Regions from separate parts of the Ovis aries genome. Here region 2 is linked to region 1. The links are chromatin contacts, called in public Hi-C maps. All regions are on one chromosome and are shown on one strand. The core of a region is the stretch at or near the end of the contact, and the rest is flanking DNA. Distances in the headings are between cores, read along the strand shown. Region 1 holds the start of RRAGA (Ras related GTP binding A). Region 2 overlaps ACER2 (alkaline ceramidase 2).

Evidence for each region. A called contact is a pair of places that touch in the nucleus more often than the background predicts.
Region 2: a contact with region 1 is called in a Hi-C map of blood, with 4 times the contacts expected there. The contact joins the enhancer-like site here to the promoter of RRAGA in region 1. A contact is called at or near these places in 6 of 16 Hi-C or Micro-C datasets (blood, hypothalamus, muscle and 2 more).

What each region holds. Positions count from the first base shown.
Region 1 is chr2:87,637,853-87,643,553 of ARS-UI_Ramb_v3.0, reverse strand. It overlaps RRAGA (Ras related GTP binding A), which reads right to left and starts at 2,765. Exons shown (of 1, transcript NM_001161864.1): 1 at 1,824-2,765. The coding sequence starts at 2,765. The coding sequence ends at 1,824. It overlaps LOC121818816 (a long non-coding RNA gene), which reads left to right and starts at 3,059. Exons shown (of 2, transcript XR_006058949.1): 1 at 3,059-3,352; 2 at 4,027-5,701. It overlaps HAUS6 (HAUS augmin like complex subunit 6), which reads left to right. Exons shown (of 17, transcript XM_012126676.5): 17 at 1-168.
Region 2 is chr2:87,960,525-87,966,225 of ARS-UI_Ramb_v3.0, reverse strand. The region is part of intron 5 of ACER2 (alkaline ceramidase 2); the gene reads right to left. Among named protein-coding and RNA genes, the nearest start is that of ACER2, 40 kb to the right of the region's middle. Within about 2 kb of position 2,290, at least 21 of the 54 cell types and tissues checked have an H3K27ac peak or open chromatin away from gene starts, as enhancers often do. A contact at or near this core is called in hypothalamus, where this site is marked.

The DNA.
Region 1 (5,701 bases), core at 1,516-4,015:
ATTCTCTTTCACATTAAGTTGCCAATATATAATTGATATACCTTTCTCCTTATGCACTGTCAATGTCAAAGCCACATCCTAAATTTAAAATATCTGTAAGTCCTCCATGGGACTATTTGTAAATGTTTTACATACTACAGTCTTGAATAAACATTATTATACCACCTAGCTCTAGATTATTAAATGTGGAATTTAAAATGATTTTTTTAAAGTACATCTATACTATTAGTTTAATAATGTGTCTGAATAGTTTCTTGCTCTTCATAGGTAGGGACCTTGTTATCCACAGTTGCTGTTATAAAGGATTTAATAAATGTTAAATAATTTTATAAAGGTTTGGAAATTCCCTATCACTTATATTACATGTCTGTATAATACAGAGATAATGCCTCATTTGTAAAATGAGAGGTATTTTGTCTCTATTCATTTAAAACAATGTATGAGGCAGCTGAAACAGCATTTTAGGTCTTTTTTATTTCACTATATCACATTGCCAACTCAAAACAGGAACCTTAGAATTCTTTCCTGAAAGTATGTAATCTAAGAATCGGATTGAAAATTATTCAATTTCCAGATAAATACAGATGGGAAAGTGATCTTGCCCAAGGCAAAACACTATTCTTTAAGAGAAGTCACTTAACTTACTAGGCTTCAGTTTACACAATCTATGAAATTTGGGAAATTATATGAAGGAATAATGTATAGCTAAAAAGCTAGGATTTTTATGATTAACTTTTCTGTCAGTGGAGGAAGTAGTGGCACGCAAGGGGCGAGGATCTGCAATTTCACTGCTTAAGTTGCAGCTGTATGACCTTAATAAGGTCATGGCAGTTTTCTCATCTGTTAACAGAGATAAAAGTAATCTGCCTTACAAATTATGAAGGTTAGATATGAAAATGCACATTAAGTCTGTAAGAATACCTGGGATTTAGTGGGTAGCTCCTATTTTGCTAGGCTTCACATCCAGTAATTTCACAGTGGGAGGGGGTGGGGTGAGAATGGCTTAGTAGGCAGTATTGACAACTGACACATTAGTATGTGCCAGGCCCTACTCTAAATGCTTTCCATATTGTTTTAATCCAATGAAGTAGTGCTGTTCTTATCCACATTTTACAAATGAGGGAACAAACAGTAAAATTAAGTGCTTTGCTCAGTTCGTGGAGATAGTGAAAGTACTAGAATACTAGTGCTCGAATACTAACTCAGCTCAGGTGATCTAGCTCCAGAGACCATTCTCTTAACCACACTGCTGCAGTTGCTAAGTAACCTCCTTAAGGTGATGGGGGAGCCAAGATCACACAATCAAATTTACCAGTTAAGCAATACCTGTGGGCAGTCAGAATCTATAGCTTTAATATTAACCACCTTCAAATTATTTCAAATAAGACCATATTTTAAACTGCTAACAGCAAATGTTTATTCATGATTGAAGCCAGGAAGAAATTATAAACGCATTTTAATACCTTACTGATAAAATAACATTCCATCTTTGCAACCTTGTAAGGAATACAGAAGATATTGTAAAGGCTTTGATGTGTATATCTACTATAACCAGGTAATCAGAACACACATACACACATACACCACCACCTACTTTAGTGTTACCCCATACCAACTTTTCGGAAAGGCCATCTTTAAAGCTCTACTGGATAACTGAGTAAACAGCGTCCAAAAGACTGGGGAGAAGGGAAGAAAGAGATAAAAATGATAAGCAGCACACATTTCAAAGCCCACTTATAAGCACACGACATTATGAATATTGGGAAAAAAAAGGTGGGGGGAAAGGCAATTGAGCATTTTCAGAGAGCGCATTTTGGCAATATTCAACGCATAAGGAGGCTGTGCTTGGGACCATCCACTCTCTCCAGCTTCTCAAAGTGTTTCCTGGCATTGCGAATGTTGATCAGAGTAGCCGCAGAAGGGATCGACGGATCCGACATAACCACCATCACGTACGTGTTTGATGTGAAGATGTCGATGAAAGCAGCGAAGTTAGAATTCCTAACTTCCATGCTCTGGAAAGAAGCGGCCAATTTACTGCAGCTCAGCTTGAACTGCTTAATTATGTTGCTGATCTTCTCGAATCGGTGGACATCGCGCTGCTCTTTGCACTGGTAATGGGAGATGACCAAGAACGTGGCTCTCTCGAACAGCAGAACTTCATCGGCCTCAATAATCTGGGCAAAATTCCTGAGATTCATCTCCAGCTGCTGGACATTGGGAATCAGTTGATAGACAATACTGGACCAGGCTTTGTAGAGCGTTTCATCCCAGATGGATGTTCGAAAACAAGCACACTCCAGCGGGCGAGACAAACGCCTCAGGTCTTCCTCTCGCTCTTTAAAAATCAGGTCACGCTGATCTTCCTGAACCAGATCCATCTTGTGCACCAAGCAGAAGATTTTGGCATCAGGAGAGTTCTGGAGGATGGCCTCCAGACACGACTGGTAATAATGCATGTCCTTTTCCAGTTCGCGGCTCTCCACGTCGAACACATAAATCAGGACCTCGACATTACGGAAGATGTTGTCTCGCTGGCTGGTGAAGTAATTTTCCATGAAGGTATCCTGACCGCCACAGTCCCACAGATTCAGCACTAGGTTGCCCAGGAATCGGACGTGGGAGTGCTCCACATCAATGGTGGCACCCAGGCGCCGGGTGTCGCGAGCGATGTAATTGGCAAAGATAATCGACCTCATGCTGGTCTTCCCCGACCCGCTCTTCCCCATTAACAGCACCTTTTTCTTCATGGCTGTATTTGGCATCACCCGCCGGAGCTGCCGCGGACTGGGCCTCTGGGCGCGGCCTAACTGCAGCGCAGACGGAGGGAGGGAGGAGCCGGGGATTTCGGGGGCTCAGCCGGCTGGGCCGCGCCTCTGTACAGCTGGGGAAGCCGAAAGGGCGAGCTCGGCGCTGGGAAGGGCCGCGTCCGGTGAGCTCTTTCCGTGGGGAGAGCGCCACAGGGCGGACCGCTGCAGCAGCTCCGAAGAAACGACCGGCTTCCGGGGAGAGGGGTCTCTGAGCCTCCGCAGCCACCCACTTCCGGTGGCGATCTCGCGAGAACCCGCGGTCTCGAGCGTCGCTGCCGGAAAAGCTTTGAAAAACCGCTCTATTAATGAGACCCAGTACAAACCACCCGAAGGAGAAATTGGAAGGGGAACACAGGACTCGGGTGTTCTGTTCTCCTATTTAAACTGAGCTTAAGGTCGCAAAGTTGTACGTGCGTGAGCAGGTGGGAGAATTGCTGCCACCTCGTGGCCGAAAAAACACAGCACACCACTATGGGCGGTATGCCTTATGGCACCCTACTCCAGTACTCTTGCCTGGAAAATCCCATGGACGGAGGAGCCTGGTAGGTTGCAGTCCATGGGGTTGCTAAGAGTCGGACACGACTGAGAGACTTCACTTTCACTTTTCACTTTCATGCATTGGAGAAGGAAATGGCAACCCACTCCAGTGTCCTTGCCTGGAGAATCCCAGGGATGGGGGAGCCTGGTGGGCAGCCGCCTATGGGGTCGCACAGAGTCGGACACGACTGAAGTGACTTAGCAGTAGCAGCAACCTCCTCGCAACCCACTCCAATACTCTTGCCTGGAAAATCACATGGACAGAGGAGCCTGGTAGGCTACAGTCCATGGGGTCGCAGAGTCGGACACGACTGAGCAACTTTACTAGCCTCTCCTGGAGTAGGAAATGGCAACCCACTCCAGTATTCTTGCCTGGAAAGTCCTATGGACAGAGGAGCCTGGAGGGCTACACAGTCCTTGGGGTCGCAGAAGAGTTGGACGCGACTAATCGACTTAACAAAAACAATGAGTGAGAGCACCTTAAACCTACTCTCTTAGTAAATTTCCAGCATTCAATACAGTGCTGTTAGTCATCGTGTTGTAGGTTAGATCACTAGACTTATTCTTCGTGCGTAACTGCAACTTTGTATCCTTTGACTATTATCTCCCCATCACCCTTCTTTCCCCTACCTGGTAATAATTATTCTCCTTTCTGCTACTATGTGTTTGACTTTTTTAGATTCTAATCTCACACGCTAGTAATGCTCAGAATTCTCCAAGCCAGGCTTCAGCAATACGTGAACCGTGAACTTCCAGATGTTCAAGCTGGTTTTAGAAAAGGCAGAGGAACCAGAGATCAAATTGCCAACATCCGCTGGGTCATGGAAAAAGCAAGAGAGTTCCAGAAAACATCTATTTCTGCTTTATTGACTATGCCAAAGCCTTTGACTGTGTGGATCACAATAAACTGTGGAAAATTCTGAAAGAGATGGGAATACCAGACCACCTGACCTGCCTCCTGAGAAACATATGCAGTTCAGGAGGCAACAGTTAGAACTGGACATGGAACAGCATAATGGTTCCAAATAGGAAAAGGAGTACGTCAAGGCTGTATATTGTCACCCTGCTTAAAATTTAACTTCTATGCAGAGTACGTCATGAGAAACGCTGGGCTGGAAGAAGCACAAGCTGGATTCAAGAATGCTGGGAGAAATATCAATAACCTCAGATATGCAGATGACACCATGCTTATGGCAGAAAGTGAAGAGGAACTAAAAGGCCTCTTGAGGAAAGTGAAAGAGGAGAGTGAAAAAGTTGGCTTAAAGCTCAACATTCAGAAAACGAAGATCGTGGCATCTGGTCCCATCACTTCATGGGAAATAGATGGGGACAGTGGAAACAGTGTCAGACTTTATTTTTTGGGCTCCAAAATCACTGCAGATGGTGATTGCAGCCATGAAATTAAAAGATGCTTACTCCTTGGAAGGAAAGTTATGACCAACCTAGGTAGCATATTGAAAAGCAGAAACATTACTTTGCCAACAAAGGTCCGTCTAGTTAAGGCTATGGTTTTTCCAGTAGTCATGTATGGATATGAGAGTTGAACTGTGAAGAAAGCAGCAGCAGCCCCATTTAAAAAATTAGGTTGTTTGTTTTTTTGATGTTAAGTTGTATGAGCTCAACGTAAGGGGTTAGTGTTTTGGGTATTAACATGTTATCAATCATATAATTTGCAAATGATTGTCTTTTTGTTTTATTGATGGTTTCCTTTGCTCAGCTGATAAAGAATCTGCCTGCAATGCCAGAGACCTGGGTTTCATCCCTGGGTTGGGAAGATCTCCTGGAGAAGAGAAAGGCTACCCACTTTAGTATTCTGACTTGGAGAATTCCATGGGCTGTATAGGCCATGGGTCCCAAAGAGTCAGACAAGCAACTAAACAGTTTTCACTTTCACTTTCCTGTACAAAAGCTTTTGAGTTCTTTTGTTTAGTTTTGCTTTTATTTCCTTTGCTTTTAGGAATTAGATCCAAAGAAATATTGCTACATTTATGTCAAAGGGTGTTTGTTCTACCTTTGTTTTCTTCTAGGAGTTTTATGGTTTCCAGTCAGTCTTACATTTCAGTCTGAGTTTATTTTTGTATATGGTGTTAGTTTCATATATAATGTTAATTTCATTCTTTTACAAATAGCTGTTCAGATTCTCTAGCACCCACTTATTGAGGAGGCTGATTTTTCTCCTTTTTTTATTCTTGCCTTTGTCTTAAATGCATGGATTTATTTCTGGGCTCTCTCTTCTGTTCCGTTGATCTTTGTGTCTGTTTTTGGAAGCACAACTGCTTTTTATGCATGAATTTTTAATCCTGCAACTTTACTGAATTTAATAGTCCTAAGATATGTATGTGTGTGTGTGTATT
Region 2 (5,701 bases), core at 1,041-3,540, 320 kb before region 1:
CACAAGAGAAGACGGACACCCCAGCTCAAGCAGAGAGGGCAAATTTGTCCTTCCTCTGCCTATTTGCTCAATTCAAACCATCCAAGGACTGGACAAAGCTTGCCCACATTAGTGAGGGCAATCCTCTTTACTCTGTCTGCCAGCTCAAATGCTAATCTCAGAAACACCCTCACAGTGTGGAGAAAAGGGGACCCTCCTACACTGTTGGTGGGAGTGCAAACTAGCACAGCCACTATGGAGAACAGGGTGGAGATTCCTTTAAAAACTGGAAATAGAACTGCCTTATGACCCAGCAATCCCACTGCTGGGCATACACACCAAGGAAACCAGAATTAAAAGAGACACGTGTACCCCAATGTTCATCACAGCACTGTTTATAATAGCCAGGACATGGAAGCAACCTAGATGTCCATTGGCAGATGAATGGATAAGAAAGCTGTGGTACATATACACAATGGAGTATTACTCAGCCATTAAAAAGAATACATTTGAATCAGTTCTAATGAAGTGGATGAAACTGGAGCCGATTATACAGAGTGAAGTAAGCCAGAAAGAAAAACACCAATACAGTATACTAACACATATATATGGAATTTAGATGGTAATGATAACCCCGTATGCAAGACAGCAAAAGAGACACAGATGTACAGAACAGACTTTTGGGGAGAGGGAGAGGGTGGGATGATTTGGGAGAATGGTATTGAAACATGTATAATATCATATAAGAAACGAATCGCCAGTCGAGGTTCGATGCAGGATACAGGATTCTTGGGGCTGGTGCACTGGGATAACCCAGAGGGATGGTATGGGGAGGGAGGTGGGAGGGGGGTTCAGGAGTGGGAACTTATGTACACCTGTAGCAGATTCATGTTGATGTATGGCAAAACCAATACAGTATTGTAAAGTAAAAAAAAAAAAAAAAAAAAAGACTTACCCAAATGTACCATTTAAAAGTCAATAAAGACACTTACTGAAGCTGAGAAAAAAAAAAAAGAAAGAAAGAAACACCCTCACAGACACACCCAGAAATAATGTTTTACCAGCTATCAGAGCATCCCTTTGCCCAGTCAGGCTGACCCATAAAAGTACCATCACAAGAAGTTTCCTGAAAGCTGCCACTTCTATCTACTCACACAGAAGGGATGGGGGGGAAAAGGAGAATGTAGACTTTTATTCCAGGCAGACATCCATCTTTACAGCTTAACACTGGAGCCTCTATTGCAAAGAAAGAGGAGGGAACTGCACCTGAGGTAGGCAATTGGCCATTTCTGCCACGTGAAAATTATTTCACTAATCCTCATGACAACCCTAAGAGTACTTCTATTATCTCCATTTTGCAGATGAGAAAACAGGCTCAGAGATTCCTAACCAGATCTCATACCCAAAATCCTAAGCTATCATCTCACTGAAACTCCTGATGAACCCTAAGTCAGAACTGCTGAGCCAAGCCCCTGCTTAATTCCTGACCCACAGAAACTGAAAGATGGTAAATACTTGTTTTTGTTATAACTTGCATGCCTCCTTAGTTGCTTCAGTCGTGTCTGACTCTTTGCAACCCCATAGACTGTAGCCTGCCAGGCTCCTCTGTCCATGGGATTCTCCAGGCAAGAATACTGGCGTGGGTTGCCATTTCCTTCTTCAGGGGATCTTCCCAACCCAGGGATCGAACCCGCATCTCTTACATCTCCTGCATTAGGAGGTGGGTTCTTTACCAGTAGCTCCGCCTGAGAAGCCCTGTTATAATTTTGTGTTGGGTTAATTTGTTATGCAATCACTCATAATTCGTGGTATATGTCTCAAAAAAAGAGAAACATTTATTTTTTTTTTAATGTATTGGAGTATAACTGATTTACAATGTTGTGCTAATTTCATAAATCCAGCAAAGTAAATGGATTATACACCAACATACATCCACTTTTTTAGATTTTCCTATATATGGCATTGTAGAGTAGCAAGTAGAATCCTCTGTGCTATAGAGGAGGTCCTAATTAGCTAACAGTTGTAAAAAGGAGCAAGGGCTCAGGGTGGACTCCTGCAGGTGAGTGGCCCAGAACAGAAGGTGTCACCAGCTTTGGGGTAAATCCATTCTCTGGAATCTGGGTTTGAGGGGCCTTCACAGAGTGCAGACCTGTGCAGACCGGAATCTCTGCGGCCCACGGGCAGTCTTGGCAGTTTGACAGAATCCAACGGCAGAGAGCAGCACGCCTGGGAGAACCCTCTGAGCCTACGCGGGAGGCTGGGTTCACGGCCACCCTGGGCCCTGCGCAGTGTGCGGGGCTGCACTGCCCCCTGGTGGGCACTCTGGGCAGCGCTCCCCTTTTCCCCCTCGCAAGACCAAGGCGCATTACTTGTCCGGCTCCGCCCCCATCCACCCATCACCAGCCCGGCACTCCGGCACAGGTGTATCCCTACCCCTGGTACAAGTTGGTGAGGGGATCTCTCGGACTAGCAGCACAATCACCTTGAGTCTCCCTCTCTCTCACACACACTCTCTTTCTCTCTCTGCCTCATATTCTGGACAGACCAATCGACCAATCCCAGTGCTGTTGACAAGACCGCGAAGCACTCTGCTGAGCACTGAACCGCCTGTCTCAATCCTTCTGGTCTCAGTGTGGACGTTGCCTCCCAATCAAAGAGGACTTCCTGGACCCACAAGGTGTTCCACTACACCCTGCATTCTCTAGCTCTGTGAACTGACTGATTGATTGATTACTAGGTGTCTGAATTCAACCTCCCCAACACTGATTGCCAGGTCAGCCCTGGGCCTGTTTCCGGCCATACAAAGATGAGGAGGCCGTGCGGTGCCTGGGGTGAGAGGCGGCTGGCTTTCTCCTGCCAGACACCCTAAACTTCTGGGACAGAGGGGGTAATTCTGCCAAATGAAACCCCAGCCAAGCTCCCTGAAACCCGTTCTGTCCTCTCCTACCACCACTCACTGCTTCTCAAAGTATTTTTCAACAGCAGCCGGCAGGGTGGGGGCTGCTCGGATCGGGGGTGAGAAAGGTATTAGAGGAAACCCCAACAGGGGCCTTGGAGGAGAAAGCGGAAGCCTGGGGTGGGTGTGTATCTGTGCGCTCCTGTGCACTCTGAGGACTCCGGCTACTCTGTAACACTCTTCTGGGGCCTCTGGCTAAACACGAGGGGAGGGGATCCCATATTCTGGGCAGATGCGGGAAGCAGCTTGTGGGACAGGGCAGTAGACTGAATGCTGACCCCCCAAAATTGGCATACACCGGGGATCCCACACCATGACCTTATTTGGAAAGAAGGTCTTTGCAGATGTAATCAGTTAATCAAGGTTGAACTGAATTAGGCTGCTGTCTTTATAAGAGATCAGAGAGGGAGGGAGAGGGAAGTTCTGACACGGAGAAAGGGGGAAGCCAACAGACAGCAGAGGCGGAGACTGGACGGAAGGGTCTGCAGGTGGAGGTAACAGGATTGCTGGCAACCACCAGAAACCAAGAGAGAAGCAGAAGCAGACTCTCCCCCGGTGCTACAGAAGGAGCCAACCCCACTGACATCTTTATCTTGAACTTTTTTTAGGGGAGGCACCCAGCAAGGCACGCGGGATCTTAGCTCCCCAGCCAGGGATTGAACCCATGCTCCCTGCAGGGGAACCACAGAGTGTTAACTACTGGACCCCCTGCAGACATCTAGAATCAGACTCTGGTCTCCTGCACTGTGAGAGAATGCATTTCTGTTGCTTTGAGCCATGGAGCTCACAGTCATCTGTTATCACTGCCACAGGAAACCCCAACCTAATCTGAAAGGGGTGAACAAACGCAAGAACACACACAGTGACCTGGAAGCTGATGCTGTGACACCTCCATTGGTCACCAGCTTCATGTCCTCAGGCAAGCGGCTCAGCCTCTGAGCCCCAGTCTTTCCACATCACAGACTAGGCTCCAGCGCCTTGGGATCCATCACCCATGTCCCCATGAGGACCTGGTACATGGTGAAGCTGCTCGGAACATATTAGCCATGTCTCTCCCTTAGCTGTCCCCAGTCAGCACAGTGGACACCTTCCCTCCTTCTCTGCTGCAGAATGAAGGAGGGAAGGAGCCCAGGTTTGGGGTGGGAGAGAGCTGAGCCACTTACTGGCTCTGTGGTCTTGGACCAGATATGCATTCTCCGACCCCAGGCCTCAGGACTTCACCAAGAAAATGAAGATAAGAAAAATCTCCCTCATACAGTCTGCAGTGACCTGAAAATTTGCATCCCCCAAAATCCATATGTTGGATCCCTAAACACCTGCCCCCCAAATCTGCTTCCCCTGCAATGTGATGGTATTTGGAGGTGGAACCTTTGGAAGGTGATCAGGTTAAGATGGGGGCTTCCCCAGAGGCTCAGTGGGTAAAGAATCCACCTGCAAGTGGAGACATGGGTTTGATCCCTGGGTCAAGAAGATCCCCTGGAGGAGGGCATGGCAACCCACTCCAGTATTCTTGCCTAAAGAATCCCATAGAGAGAGGAGCCTGGCGGGCTGCAATCCATAGGGTTGCAAAGAATTGGACATGACTGAGCAATTGAGCATGTACACGTGCAGGTTAAGGTGAGGTCATGAGGGGGAGGTCATGATGGGATTGGTGCCCCCATAACATGGAGAAGAGATGCCAGAGCACGCTCTCCCTGCCCACAAGAGGAGGTGGCCACCTGCAAGCCAGGATGCTGGTCCTTACCAGGAACCAAATCTCCTGGTACCTTGGCCTTGGACTTTTCAGTGTCCAAAAGTGTGAGAAGTCAGTGTCTGTTGTTCAGGCCAGCCCCTCTGGTATTTTGTATGGAGGATGGATTGACAAGACACAGAGGAGCACTCTCTAGGATGGAGAGAAATGGATAGATTTGAGACACTGGGGAAGTGGGATGGAGAGGATTTACCTACTCTTGGGTAAGACATGGACAAATGAGGAAAGTGGGGACTTCTGGCAACTGAATGGAGTGGCCTGACTTAGAAGGTGAACAAGGTGCAAGTTTGGGGTAAGACGATTTCGCGTGTCTATTGGACATCCAAGTAGACCACACCAGGAATGAACTGGATTTGCAGATCTACAGTGAAGAGCAAGAGATGGCTTGGAGCCAGAGAGGAAGGAGTCCCCAATGTGCAAACATCATCCATTCCTGGGAAGGTGTGAAGATGGAGTGCAGTTTCTGACTTTGGCCACAAGATGGCACTATCACCCAGGCCTGCTATATGGTGGGGGACTCCTGATTACTGAGGCTTCCTTGGTGGCTCAATAGTAAAAAATACACCTCCCAATGCAGGGGACATGGGTTCGATCCCTAAGTGCCCTGGAGAAGAAAATGGAAACCCACTCCAGTATTCTTGCCTGGGAAATCCCATAGACAGTGGAGGCTACAGTGCATGGGGCCGCAATCAGACACAACTTAATGACTAAACAACAGTTTGATTCACTACGTGCAGACTGCTACTCTATATTGTATAATCGTGCATTTTAAAAGGATACTTTTGAATCCAGTAATCTTCACCTATCTATATAAAAACCTTTTACCTCCTTTGCCATTTTGAAAATAAGATTAAACACTTATGGAAACAGAACTGCAGTCAAAAGTCTTGATTCTGCCACTAAGTCAGCTGTGTTCAAGATACATTTCTGAGCCTCAGTTTTATGGTATTCAAAATAGGAATAATAGCCTCACAAAATAATTGTGAGAAGACAACTTACCTGAAAGATAACTTATG